Regions from separate parts of the Capsicum annuum genome. Here region 2 is linked to region 1. The links are chromatin contacts, called in public Hi-C maps. All regions are on one chromosome and are shown on one strand. The core of a region is the stretch at or near the end of the contact, and the rest is flanking DNA. Distances in the headings are between cores, read along the strand shown. Region 1 holds the start of LOC107838895 (calcineurin-binding protein 1). Region 2 overlaps LOC107838845 (long chain base biosynthesis protein 1).

Evidence for each region. A called contact is a pair of places that touch in the nucleus more often than the background predicts.
Region 2: a contact with region 1 is called in a Hi-C map of leaf, with 4 times the contacts expected there. The contact joins the enhancer-like site here to the promoter of LOC107838895 in region 1. A contact is called at or near these places in 2 of 5 Hi-C or Micro-C datasets (both in leaf).

Annotation. Positions count from the first base shown.
Region 1 is chr8:91,324,020-91,327,777 of UCD10Xv1.1, forward strand. LOC107838895 (calcineurin-binding protein 1) reads right to left here and starts at 1,942. Exons shown (of 19, transcript XM_016682141.2): 1 at 1,781-1,942; 2 at 1,618-1,692; 3 at 949-1,068; 4 at 791-831. The coding sequence starts at 1,783.
Region 2 is chr8:91,428,197-91,431,615 of UCD10Xv1.1, forward strand. LOC107838845 (long chain base biosynthesis protein 1) reads right to left here. Exons shown (of 13, transcript XM_016682081.2): 11 at 3,314-3,419; 12 at 3,094-3,221; 13 at 2,426-2,985. The coding sequence ends at 2,809. Among protein-coding and RNA genes, the nearest start is that of LOC107838845, 13 kb to the right of the region's middle. Within about 2 kb of position 2,130, at least 1 of the 5 cell types and tissues checked has an H3K27ac peak or open chromatin away from gene starts, as enhancers often do. A contact at or near this core is called in leaf, where this site is marked.

The DNA of each region.
Region 1 (3,758 bases), core at 692-3,191:
GATGCGGAGAGAGGTGGCCGGTGAGGCTGAGGCCGTGACCTTTGTCGGCAATGCCAAAAACTCCGGCGGTAGCAGCAGCAAAGACCAAAAAAGCAGAGAGCAATGATGATTTAGGAATTGGGATTTGGGAGGAATGGTTTTTTTAAAAAAAAATTTGAGGAGAGAGAATAAAATTATGCACTTTTTAATACAAATATTAACTACTAATATTTGAAAAATAAAAGAAAAATTCAATGTAATTACTATTAATACATATATAAAAAAGGGTTGCCAACTATTAGTAGTTATTTGTGGCTTCACTTCAGCCTAAAATTAAGGGAAAAAGTAAGGTTGCCAGCCGAGCAAATGTGACACTTTGCCACTCGGACCAAACAACACTTCAGTCTTGGGGGTGGCATGTTAATTATTTGACTATATCCGTGTATATATGTGTATATATAGAGAGAGCTTCCGTCGAAGTTTGTGGGTGGCGTGGCACCCTCAACTCTCTTAATAGATCCGCCCTGCTTTTAGATATCTTTAAGATCTTCAATTAAATATAGTCTAGCACTAACAATAACGCGAAATTTCGACAACCAATGACAGAGGGAAAGAGCAATAAATTGGCTTCAGTTTTAAATGAAAGGGAAAATTATATAGAGAATGTTCTAAAGCCAGCAAGAAGAGATGGTAGTTCATTAGCTACTCTAGATTACTAGAGAAGTAGTAGCCAGGAACAAGCAAGTACGAGAAGAAATTACAACAAAATCAGAACCAGAAGTTCGAGCAAGAAGTTAGGCCTCAATCACACCTGAGCTGCAAAAGATGACCATCACTAGAATTACTATCCACCTATAATGAAAATACAAAAATAAGAAGAAGAAGAAGAAGAAGAAGAAGAACAAAAATAACCATTAGTAAGGACGTGGCAGAAAAGATGGTGATTCCAAGGTAACTATCAGCATGTACCTGTGAATTTGCAACCAGAGGATCCTTTAATACAGACTCCAAAAGCTCACGAGCCTTTTTGTAGTCTTTAGCATCCAGTTTCAAAAGTCCTTCATGGTAAGTTTGTGATAAATGAAATTCCTGCAAAACCCAAATCACAAATCCATAGTAAAAAGAGAGAAATCAAAATAGTTCCTCCCTGCTTTCTCTTCATCAAAGTAAAACAATAAAACTTGTAGAAAAGTATCATCCATATAAGAAACAAGTTATCACAATATTGCACGCAGAGTATAGAATCGCCAACTATTAAGGAAGAGGGAAAAGAAAAAAAGAGAGATAATTGCACGCAAGGGTGTGAAAATGAAGTGGGTCGAGCACCATGAGGTCTCAAGTCTCAGGTTCAAATCCAGCGGAGACAAAACAATAGATGATTTCTTCCCATTTGTTCTAGACTTGGTGGATAGAGTTACCGAGTTTGATGCTGGTGGGCAATGGTAGGTATCCCGTAGAATTAGTGGAGATGAAATGTATTATAATGCTTAAAAGCAACTACCTTTCTCAAATTTTAAATGCTTTATAGAGGAATATATAATCAATTAAACATTCAGTGGGAAAAAGGACTTTTTTTTGTTTTTATTAGGGTACTGAAAGCAAGAACAAGAACACAACTGCAGAAGTTTGTTTGTATACCTGGGCTTCTTTGGTAGGGGCTAAAGGTTCCCATTGGCTTATTGATTCTGTATCGTTGATGGCCGCAATCGAAAACTGAAACCCAAAAGCAAACAAACAGTTGAAAAATGATCAATAGATATACAGCGACCAGTTAATTTTGTTTGAATTGTTCATAGCTTACCATTATCGCAACAACTATGAGCCCGGTTGAACTCTACTCATGGATTTTTGCCATTCAAGAGTCCCGAGAAAATTGAAGGAGAGAAAATTTGGCTAACAGCCTTTTTCAATGATCAAAATGGTGTACTTTTATTTTGAGAAAAATGAATCCAAAGACCTCCAAGTTTTCAATTAAAACAAGAAGTGGATCCCACAACTTGTCCCCTTTGAAAATGTTAAGTCTCTTGAAAAACTGTATTAGTTCTCTCAACAACTTCTGTATTAGTTCTCTCAACAACTTTACAGTTGTTGAACAATTTCTCCCAATTATCGAACAACTTTATTTAGTTATTGAATAATTTAGCACGGTTATCGAACAATTTTAATACTTTTGAACAATTAGGAGAAGTTAGTGGAACGAAAAAAACTCAAAAAAAAATTGTCTCTCCCACCTAATTTTAAAAACTTGAAGGACCCTCACTTAATTGGACAACTTGTTTGTCCCTTTTAATCCAAAGACCCTTTTATTTTTTCATTTTAAAATAAAATAAAAAAATAACTTTAAAAAAAATGGTATAAAATAAAGTCAAAATATCAAATTTAAGGAAATAAGAGAACCTTAATAGTGCATTTGTTATTACTTTGATGTCTCAATAAAATGTACAAATGGTGGCTATTTATAGACACCAAACTTAGTTTCTAAGCTTGTCAAACTTGATTTCAAGTTGGCCAACTATTTTAGGTTTTCAAATCCAAATTTAACAAGGAATGTTTTGGTCTTCAAATCCAACTTGACTACTATCTCTAATATTTCAAACATATACATGTTACATGATATCATCCATATAATATAACACTCCTTCTTGGATGTCAATTAAGAGATAATATGTCTCGTTAAAATCTTACTAAGAAAACTCAATGGGAAAAAGCCCAAAGAAGGAAAAAAGAATACACACATCTTGTAATATTCCTTTAGTGTTGCCTCATTAAAAACCTTACCAAGAAAATCCGATTGGGACAAAACCTTGGTTAAGAAAAAAAAGAGTACAACGCGTATTTTACTCCCTTGATGGGAACTTCAGTTTAATGACTTGAATCTTTGCATCCCGATCTTGTACATTATCTTCTTGAAAGTTATAGTTGAAAGAGACTTGATGAATAAATCAGTTATATTGTTACTCGAACGAATCTGTTGAACATTAATATTATCATTCTTTTGTAGCTCGTATGTATAGAAAAACCTTGATGAAGTGTGCTTCATTCTATCTCCTTTTAATAAATCCTCCTTGAAGATATGTTATGCATGTTGCATTATCTTCGTATAAACTTATGGGTACATTGTCACATTTCAAACAATATTTTTCTCGAATGAGATGTATCGTGGACCTCAACCAAACATATTCTCAGCTTACTTCATGAATAACTATTAGCTCGGCATGATTTGATGAAGTGCTAGATAGACCGCTTGTATATCTCTAAGATATGGTAGTAACCTCACATGTCAACACATTGCATGTTTGAGATAGCATGATCAACAAGATCAGGACTGCAATCTTTAGAATAAAATAAGATCATGTGTTTGATCCCATTTCGATGTCTCCTAGTAGGAGCGAAATTATACCTTGCTAACAAATTAACTGAAAAGGGCAATATCGGCCTTGTAGTATTTGCAAGATACATTAGTACATCAATTGCACTAAGATATTGTACTGCATAACCAATTCAATTCAGTGTATTTCTCATGTCAGCAAATTATCTACTGCTTTTGAAAACTCTCCAAGAGTTTCAATAATTTTCAAGTTATAGATTTATGCCATATAAGGATTATAGATAAGTTTCCCAGAAACTTTTATATTTTCAAACATTTTGAATTCTTGAACAAGTTTTCATGTAAATTTTGTCAAGTGACAATATTCAACATTTCATCTATGACATTTTCAAGTGTCTGGACTGCAAATCAAATAAGTGTTATACTTATCAAGATGCATCATTTCATGTCA
Region 2 (3,419 bases), core at 880-3,379, 100 kb after region 1:
GTTTGAAATCTCTTAGATTCCTCGTTCAATTTTTTTTCTTTTCTATAAATTACTCTTATTTAAATTAGTAGATTCCTTTTTTAAAATCAAATTCAATTATGAAGATTATTATCTTCATAATATTCAAAATTTCAAAATATTATTCTCTTATATCTCTAACTTTTTTTCTTGCTAGTTTTTTTTATTTTTTTATCATTTTATTTTTTATTTTAATTTTTTTTTCTTTCCACTTTATTTTTTCTCTTCTACTTCTCTTCTCCCTTTTTTCCTTTTCATATTTTTCTTTTTCGTTTTCCTATTTTTTCCTTTCTCATATTTTTTTTCGTTTTCTTCTTTTTTTTCCTTTTTTTTTTTTCGCTTTTGCTTTTACACTTCTATTTCTAGTTTCTATTCCTCTTTCTTTTTTTTTTTCCCTTTTCACCTTTTTTTTTTCAGTTTTTTATTTTTCGTTTGTCTTTTTTTTCAGTTTTTTACTCTTCTATTTCTATTTTTTATTTTTAAAAGACAAATATCTATATCACATATATATATTCAAAAAATATACAAAATAAATAGACATATAGATCTGCATATTTATTTACGGTAAAAAACATACATATATATCTGCATATGTATTTATAGAAAGACATATCTGACTCGCATGTATATATAAACATATAGGATATGTATCATGTATTTTTTGATTACTTATATGTATATATATATATAGTTATCCTTTTTATTATAGAGATTTTGTGTCTTATATGTTTATATATACTTATGAGTGAGATATATATTTTTGTAAATACATATGTATATTTTATACTGTAAATACATATCCAGATCTGTATGGCTATATATTTTATATATTTTTTGAATATGTGTATGTGATATACATATTTGTCTTTTCAAAATAAAAGTTAGAGATAAAAGAGTAAAAAAACGAAAATAATAAAAATAGAAAAAGAAAAAAACAAAAAAAAAGAAGTGAAAAAAAAATTGAGTTTGAGCAGCTTGAAAAATCGATTTTGATCACTATATTGTTTGATCAGTTCAATTTACTGTTGCATTACTTTTTTTTTTTTGAAATTCGTTTATAAAATATTCAAAAACAATTTAATGAAATAAATTGTTAAATTGTACAACGTAACGGAAAATTGATTTTGATCACTCTGACGAAAAATCGTTAATGGCTCAAAATATTCAAAAATAATTTAACGAAAAATCGATTTTGATCACTATATTTGAATGAAACATCAGTAATGACTCAAAAAAATTTGAAAGAAATAACAGTAATGGTTCAAAAAAAAAGTTAGAACGAAATTTTTTTATCAATTTCAAACAACTGATGAAATTCATATAAGAAAACAATATTACGATTAAATACCTTCAACAAAAGTAATGGTTTAATTTGAATTTTCGAAGATATTGAACAGAAGAAGTTTCAGTTGAATTTGATATTGATTTTTTGGGGGATGAAAATGATAATGTGAAACTGAAATTTGAATTGTGATTTCAGTTGGTAACAAATAACGAAAACCATGTTAATTAAGAGGTTTTAATCAAAAAGGAATCTCCACATTTAATTTATGGCTAATTATATCATATTTAACTCAACTGATTTGAGTTAAATATAGGCAGTAAAACGATTTGTATATGTATTTTTATAACAACAGTTTGTTCAAATACAAAATACAAGTTGCTAGTTTAAGTAATTATGAAAGTGTTGCTATGAATCTCATAATTATGGTCTTAAGTATGCTATTTATGAATTTTAACCCAAAAAAATATTTCAAAAATAGGGGTGACAATAACTTTTTAAAATTTATAAATTGACCCATGACCCACAAATTCTCTCCAAACACAAAAAAATAAATCCAAAAACAAAATAGTCTCTCTTTTTTCAATTGAGTTTTTAAAATATCTCCTATCAAATCTTCTCATGTTGCACATTACTTTTTCCTTCATTGAAGAAACTATAAAAATAGCTAGAAATGAATCGCACATAGATAAAAATAGCCATACATAATGTGAGTCGATATTTGCTTGAACAAATTAGTTTTGAATTATTGAAAGTTTTGTTGGAAATAATCTTCAATAAGAAACTAGTTATTTTTTTCAGAAAATCCTCCATCGTTTTCATTTTTCACAAGAAAAAAGAAGAAGAAAAACTTGAGTTTGCAAAATCAATTTTGTAAAAACTCAAACAAACGGTGTTATGCCTCTTTTTTCCGCTGTCTGCTTGAGGTCACAATTCACAGCCTAAAAAGTTTTACGTGTCATATCATGAAAAAAAAAAAGTGAGTTATCTTATATCACAATATTCTTTTAGATTGAAAAGGATAATAGACAATATTTCGTTTTGTTTTTGAGGACTTGATCCAGAAAATACAAAACGCAATATGTACCAGATGCACAAGAAGTTGTACTCACTTGGTCTTGTACATAGAATCACAAACACCACTTTCTATATCTTCAACTCAACAAAAATCAATTCATAATTCTTACTCCAACAAAGTAGAGACAAATACTGTCTATACATTCAAATATTCAACTACTACTAACCACCTTGCACTTTCTCTTCTTCTTTCCATTATAAACAAATTATGAAATAGGTCATGAAAGCAAAATCTTGGACAAAAGAATTTCTATAGTAGTGAATCAACAACTGTGATCGTGCAATCTCAACAATATTTAGATCCTTCGATAGCTTTAATGTGGAAAATTGAAAGACCAGCAAGGGCAAAACAAATGCAATATATACAGACATTGATGAAGGACGGATTCTTTGACGCTGGCCTCTTCGACGAGCAAATCAGTAAATCTTTATCAATCCTGAACTGGCAATAGTGATGCTGCTGCTCGTTTCAAGGATTTGCTCGCTTTCGCCAGATCAGATTCTGAATGAGCTGCTGAGACAAATAATCTAATTCCAACAGGAAGCTTACATTTATCAAGAGTTGATCTCTTTGAAGTCACAATAAAGACAGAATCTTCCTTCAAGACCTACAGAGTATTAAGTTGTTGCACAAAAACAAACTCGTGAGGTAACTCTAGCTGATGAGTTCAAAACTATATATGGCAAAGTAACGAGCATTAAGCTGACTTACTTACATGATCAGCTATATCTTCAAGCACTTGTAAATCACCCATTGAAGAACCAGTGGTCTTCTTTAATGTAAGGAATATAATGGGGGAGAGCAGATCATTGACTATTTCTAAGCCTTTTATATCCGATAGACCTGCAGTTACACAAAAAAATATGTTTCTTCAGGCTCGCATAACGGGGATAAGGGAGTTAAAAAAAAGAAGATAATTGGTATGGGACAAAGACCTTTAGTCAGCATAGCAATATTTTGCCTCAGTTTGACAAGAAGTTCAGTTTTTTCTTCCACAATATCAATAGCCTTAATTGCAGCACTAGCTAAGTAAGGAGGCAG